Linked DNA regions of Mus musculus: region 1 is linked to region 2. A link is a contact called in public HiChIP or PLAC-seq data. All regions are on one chromosome and are shown on one strand. Each heading gives the region's core, a stretch centred on a gene start, on an enhancer-like site or on the middle of the called end of the contact. The rest is flanking DNA. Distances are from core to core; before and after follow the strand shown. Region 1 overlaps Gm34068 (predicted gene, 34068). Region 2 overlaps Hhipl2 (hedgehog interacting protein-like 2).

What was found. HiChIP or PLAC-seq counts read pairs in DNA pulled down with a chosen protein or histone mark.
Region 1: a contact with region 2 is called in an HNF4G HiChIP or PLAC-seq map of pancreatic cancer cells. The contact joins two enhancer-like sites. A contact is called at or near these places in 1 of 484 Hi-C or Micro-C datasets (nephron progenitors) and 1 of 115 datasets of contacts at active chromatin or transcription factors (pancreatic cancer cells).

The regions. Positions count from the first base shown.
Region 1 is chr1:183,806,978-183,809,677 of GRCm38.p6, forward strand. Gm34068 (predicted gene, 34068) reads left to right here. Exons shown (of 3, transcript NR_151520.1): 3 at 2,436-2,700. Among named protein-coding and RNA genes, the nearest start is that of Gm34068, 59 kb to the left of the region's middle. Within about 2 kb of position 1,389, at least 6 of the 459 cell types and tissues checked have an H3K27ac peak or open chromatin away from gene starts, as enhancers often do. A contact at or near this core is called in pancreatic cancer cells, where this site is marked.
Region 2 is chr1:183,434,123-183,436,822 of GRCm38.p6, forward strand. Hhipl2 (hedgehog interacting protein-like 2) reads left to right here. Exons shown (of 9, transcript NM_030175.5): 8 at 921-1,003; 9 at 2,087-2,700. The coding sequence ends at 2,358. Among named protein-coding and RNA genes, the nearest start is that of Hhipl2, 17 kb to the left of the region's middle. Within about 2 kb of position 1,284, at least 14 of the 459 cell types and tissues checked have an H3K27ac peak or open chromatin away from gene starts, as enhancers often do. A contact at or near this core is called in pancreatic cancer cells, where this site is marked.

The DNA.
Region 1 (2,700 bases), core at 139-2,638, 370 kb after region 2:
CTGGGTGGAAAAGCAAAATGAAATGAATTGAGTCCAACAGCCGGAGAGCATGTCCCTCACAGTGATGTCAGCCCCATGAAACATCATATGTAATCAGAGACTACAGGCACTTGTTTCTCTTTGCACAATTAAAACTAGGTTCTGCTATTCCTGGGAACCATATTTTTAGAGTTTAAGCTGGGTGTAATGAGAATTCTAAAAATAACATTGTGAAAGGTGAGGCTAAGTGTGGGGGGCTGAGTTCACCCTGGTGCTGGGGCAATAAAACATTATCCGTGGTCCATTTAAAGCCCTTCAGCCCTGGGATAACGTTTTTTGCTTGGACAGAAGCTTAGTTCATCCTGTTTGGACCCAACTCAGTTTCCATCGACATGGTGGTGGTCCAGGGAATAGGAACTATGAATGAGTTATTAGGGGAATTTTAAAGCTGTTGAAAAACCTCAGGGGGCAGCTTCTTTCACAGGAGCTCTGGTTACACTGAGCCGAGAGGTTTGGGGTATCCACTGTTGGGACCACCACAGCTGGCCAGCTCACAGCCTTCCAGCATGAGGGCTCTTCTTAGAATCATGCTTCTTAAGCCCCGAAGGCTGCCAATAATAACGATCTCTGGGTTGGCAATGAGAGAGCCTGTAACCTCAGACCCAGCTCTCGGCACCCAGTAGTGTGCCTAAACTATGATACATGCCTTGTAACAGATGTGAGAGACTTCAAGATTTTAATAAGTCCAGGCTTTGGAATGGATATAGATTTCCTGGATGGAAAAGCCCTATATTAACTGTCCCACCCACAGCTCCTTTAAACACACATGAGCACTCATCACACACGAAGCCCTCCGTGCATGTGCGCATTGCCAGGTTCCTGCTTGAGGCAGACCTGACCCCAGCAGCAGATGGGCATTATCAAGTTTCTTATCACATCCTTGCCATCCAGTAACTTGACGTCTCCTGTTTTTTGGGCCGTGCTAATGAGGCTGATGTTGCAAGCTTACTTTTGCTGATGAGCTACATGGCTTTCCTCTTGTGTGTTCAGGGATATTTTCCCTAGCTTGTTTGCCTGTTTATTTAAACTCAACCTGCAAGTCTGGGTCTGGGATAAGATCACCGACTGCTTGTCTGTTGGCTCACAAATGTCTTGCTTCAGATGCAGACAAGATCTGAGATAAGCTAGTTCCATATGGGCACAAGTATATGAAGAACACTGGATGTGTTGTTAATACCAGCAGGGCAGCGTCTGATAGACTAAACTAACCCTGATTCTCTAAGCAGCCTTAGCCCAAAGCAATGGCAACAATGATTTCTGTGACCTTGAACATGTACAGGGCATCTGATCACACAGTGCCTTCTGCAGGGGCAGGCAAGAGCCATCTACATTTATGTTGTAGCCTGAGTAAACATAAAAAGAATTCTTACTTTCCTATGTACACAAATGCTTAGTAGCACTCCCTGGGGCTGAGGTTACTGTTTGAGAATTGTGAATGCACAGTTGATAGTAGACTGAACAGCCTACATAACTTTCTGTCAGAAAAGCGGTGATTTTAGCAATGGTGAGGTGTTTGCAAGTGGTCAAATCTAACTCCATCATTTTTAGACTGATATCAAATTACAGGCTGGAGAAATGTCTTTCTCAACATTACCTGGCATTTGGTATATATCTGGAGTTACTTAAGACTCAGGCCAAACTCTATCAGGGTTTTGTTGATTCTGTCAAGTAAGGTCTACCCAATGGACTTTTCAGTATCTTTTTCTTTGTCTCTACTCTTTTTATTTTGTGTCCCTTTGCCCAGTGGCAGCAAGGAGTACCTACACTTTTGTTCTTTCTCAATAAGTCTTCCCCTAAAACTATTATTCAGAAATCACCAGACCAACGTGTTCACACCACCACACAAACGAATGAAAAGCTGCTTTCTAGCTTTGTGTGCCTTGTAAACATTAAATTGAACTTGCGGTCAGATTTAGTTATGGCATCCGAGCAGCCTCAGGTCAGCACAGTTTGGGAAGCAATGGTCAAAATGGTCCATAGCTTGGATCTCATCGGTCCAGATTTATACCTGTTAAAGAATTGTGAGCTGATAGATTGGGCAAAAGCCATTAATTCATGTGGTTTCCTAACAGTTACAGAAATGAGAACCAAAGGAGACAGTGAGTTTTCCCCATGCTCAAGGAGCTAGTTAATGATGAGGCAGAGGTGAGCCTTTGGGATCAATCATCATGAAGGTAATGGGCTGAACAAAAGATGTTCCATGGGGGGTCCCTTTCCCCATTCCTCTAAGAAATGCTTTCTGGATGACTGTGTGGTATATGTGCATAGTGTTTAGTATGTGTTTTTGAGGTGTGTATACGTCAAGTTTGCCTGGTATGTATATGTGTATGTATATTTGTATTTGAGGTGGGTATATGTACATAGTTTATGTAGTATGTCTATTTGTGTATTGACAGAAGCCACCTAGGAAAGGCCATGTGGGAAGCAAGTGAGTTTCCTGGAGACAGCCCACCATTTTACATGGATATGACGGGTACAGTCTGGAGAGGCCCAGCCCCAGAAACGTCCCAGGATGGCTTTTTACTTCTGATAAAACTTTCTTCCTGGGCATCAGCCCACCCTATTGAGCAAATTCGACCCTGCAGATCAGCATGAAGATGAACTTTCATGAATTAATGCTCCTTAGATGAATTGATTACTTCCTGATTTGAGTCTAATGAT
Region 2 (2,700 bases), core at 34-2,533:
ATTTATTATTATATGTAAGTACTCTGTAGCTATCTTCAGACACACCAGAAGAGGGAGTCAGATCTTGTTACGGATGGTTGTGAGCCACCATGTGGTTGCTGGAATTTGAACTCCAGACCTTCAGAAGAGCAATTGGGTGCTCTTACCCACTGAGCCATCTCACCAGCCCAAAGTGATTCATTATTACCATTGCAACAATTATTACTACCATCACCACCATCACCATCACTGTCACTATCATCACCACCATCATCACATCACCATTATCACCACCAACATTACCACCATCACCACCACCATCATCACATCACCATTATCACCACCAACATTACCACCATCATCACCACCATCACCGTCACCATCAACACCATCATCACTACCATCATCACCATCACCACCATCACCACCATCGTCACCATCAACACCATCATCACCATCATCACCACTATCACCACCATCACCATCCCCATTATCTGTTCAGCACTTACTATCTGTTGGACCTTGTCCAAATGTTATTTTTTTAAACTCCATTCTTCACCAGTCACTTATGGTGTGGCAGAGACACAGCTCTCAGTTAACCTTCACTATTTCCCTGTGAGCCATTGAAAACCATTTTTTTTTTCATTTCATAGATGCATAAATTGAGGCTTTGTAAGATGTCCTGGGCTACTCTGATATGGACCCAGTTGTGCCTGTCACCAGACCCCATGCTGACCTCCATTCTCCACTGCCTCCTGAAGGCACTGGGGACCCTTCCTCCTCTCCATCTGAGCTCAGCGCACACTCCTACCATAACTACCCAGCCCCTGGACAAGAAAGGGCCAAGCCCAGCTCTTGTAAATGTACACCCTGAGGAGACCTCGATGTGTGATTGTGATTTCACCAACTTGTGACACTGCCCTCTCTGCCCGTGTTTATAGGCGAGCCCCACCAGGCAAGTGCAAATACAAGCCAGTGCCCGTGAAAACCAAGAGTAAGAAGGTCCGGTTCCGGCCACTCGCCGGTGAGTCCCTTCCTGAGGTTTGGCTTAGTCATGGGTACAGCCACATCCTTAGCAAACACGTGGTAATCCCCTGGGTGGAGGGTCAGACTTTCCTGTTTTCTTCTTGTAATATTTATTGTGTCTGCATGCTTTGCCTGCATTTGTATATGTGCACTGCCTGTGTGTGTGTGTGTGTGTGTGTGTGTGTGTGTGTGTGTGTGTGCAGGAGCCTACAGAGCCCAGAATGAGGCTTCAGATGCCCTGTAACCCGGGTTCCTGTTGGTTGTGAGCCACTGGGTGGTGCTGGGAACTGATCCTGGGCCTTCAGCAAGAGCAGATAGTGTTCTCAATGGCTGAGCTGTCTTGAGCTCCAGGGGTCATAATTCCTCTCTAAAGGGTTATGAGGACTATTAACTTGTAGCTCAGTGTATGCATCTCTTCTGCAGACCGGAATTAGTGGGATGCCTGCTTCTACTGTGATCTGCTGTCCTCTAGTCATCCGTCCATGCATGCATGCAATTGTTTATGTATTCATTCATTTGGTGATAATTATTCAGTATTTACTTTGTGGGAGGTTCTGTGCTAAGCCTGGAGATACAGCAACAGATACTCAACACCTCTGACCTATGCAAATTTGGAGTCAGATGGGAGGGGGACATAGAGAAATAAGTTAGTTGTGAGGTTCTGGTTTGGAGGCTATGTAGGTTACTGTGAGGGAGCCTGAGGTGAGGAATTCTTCATGGTAAAACAGGGAGTCATGGAAGACTTTTAAGAGGCAAGATGCAATCTTAGGCAGACATCCCAGAACCACTTATCTCTGGAGTGACCTCAATCCACAAAGGAAGGCATTTACTGCCAGGCCTGATAGGGGTATTAAAACAATGTCAATACAAACAATTGATACCACAGTTCCCTTATGGCAAGCTGGGTGTGGCGGCACTCACAGTACCAGTTCCTCAGGAGGCAGAGGTAGGAGGATTGCTTGAACCAGAGTTGGAGGCCAGCCCAGAGAACTCTGCCAGGCCCTGTGAGGTTCCTTAGGGCTCCTTTTACAGCTTCTTCCTGGGGTGTCCCTTTCTCACTGAATCAATGCTTACCTTCCAGCCACAGTCTTGGACTTGCTGAAGGAGGAATCGCAGAAAGCAGCCCGAAAAGCATCCAACGCAACCTTCACTTCTAGCTCAGACAGGGTTGCATCTCAGAAGGGCTCCCTCAAGAAGCCAGCTTCTTCCCGAAGCAGCAAGAAAACATTTCGAAGGCCTGGTACCAAGAAGAAAAGCAGAGTGTGGTCCCCACGTCCCCAGGGCAAGAGGAAGCCCAATCTTGACAGCCATGGTGTAGGGATGAGACAGGCCGCAGGCAGAAGTCACCCATGACCTCTTGGTCATCTTGGCCGATGAGACCTGAGACAGGAGAATGCTTCACTGAGTGCATAATGCTGTCCATTCTGAGTCTGGGACTCAGACAGTCAAGAAGCCTGGGTGGCGGTGGGCTGTTTTCTGTGTGGTCTTTTCCCTCCCTGGGAAATCTTGCTGTCTACTGAAGAAACATGAGCCTGGTCTGCGGGCAGCATTTCTGTGGAGATACCACAGCCCACAGGACCTTGCACGTGGCTTATGGCATGTCCAGTGTGCATACCTGCCTGGCATCCCACCTGACATCCTTTCTACCTGGGGTAATAAATTACCTTTGGCTTACACGTACACATCCTTTGATCT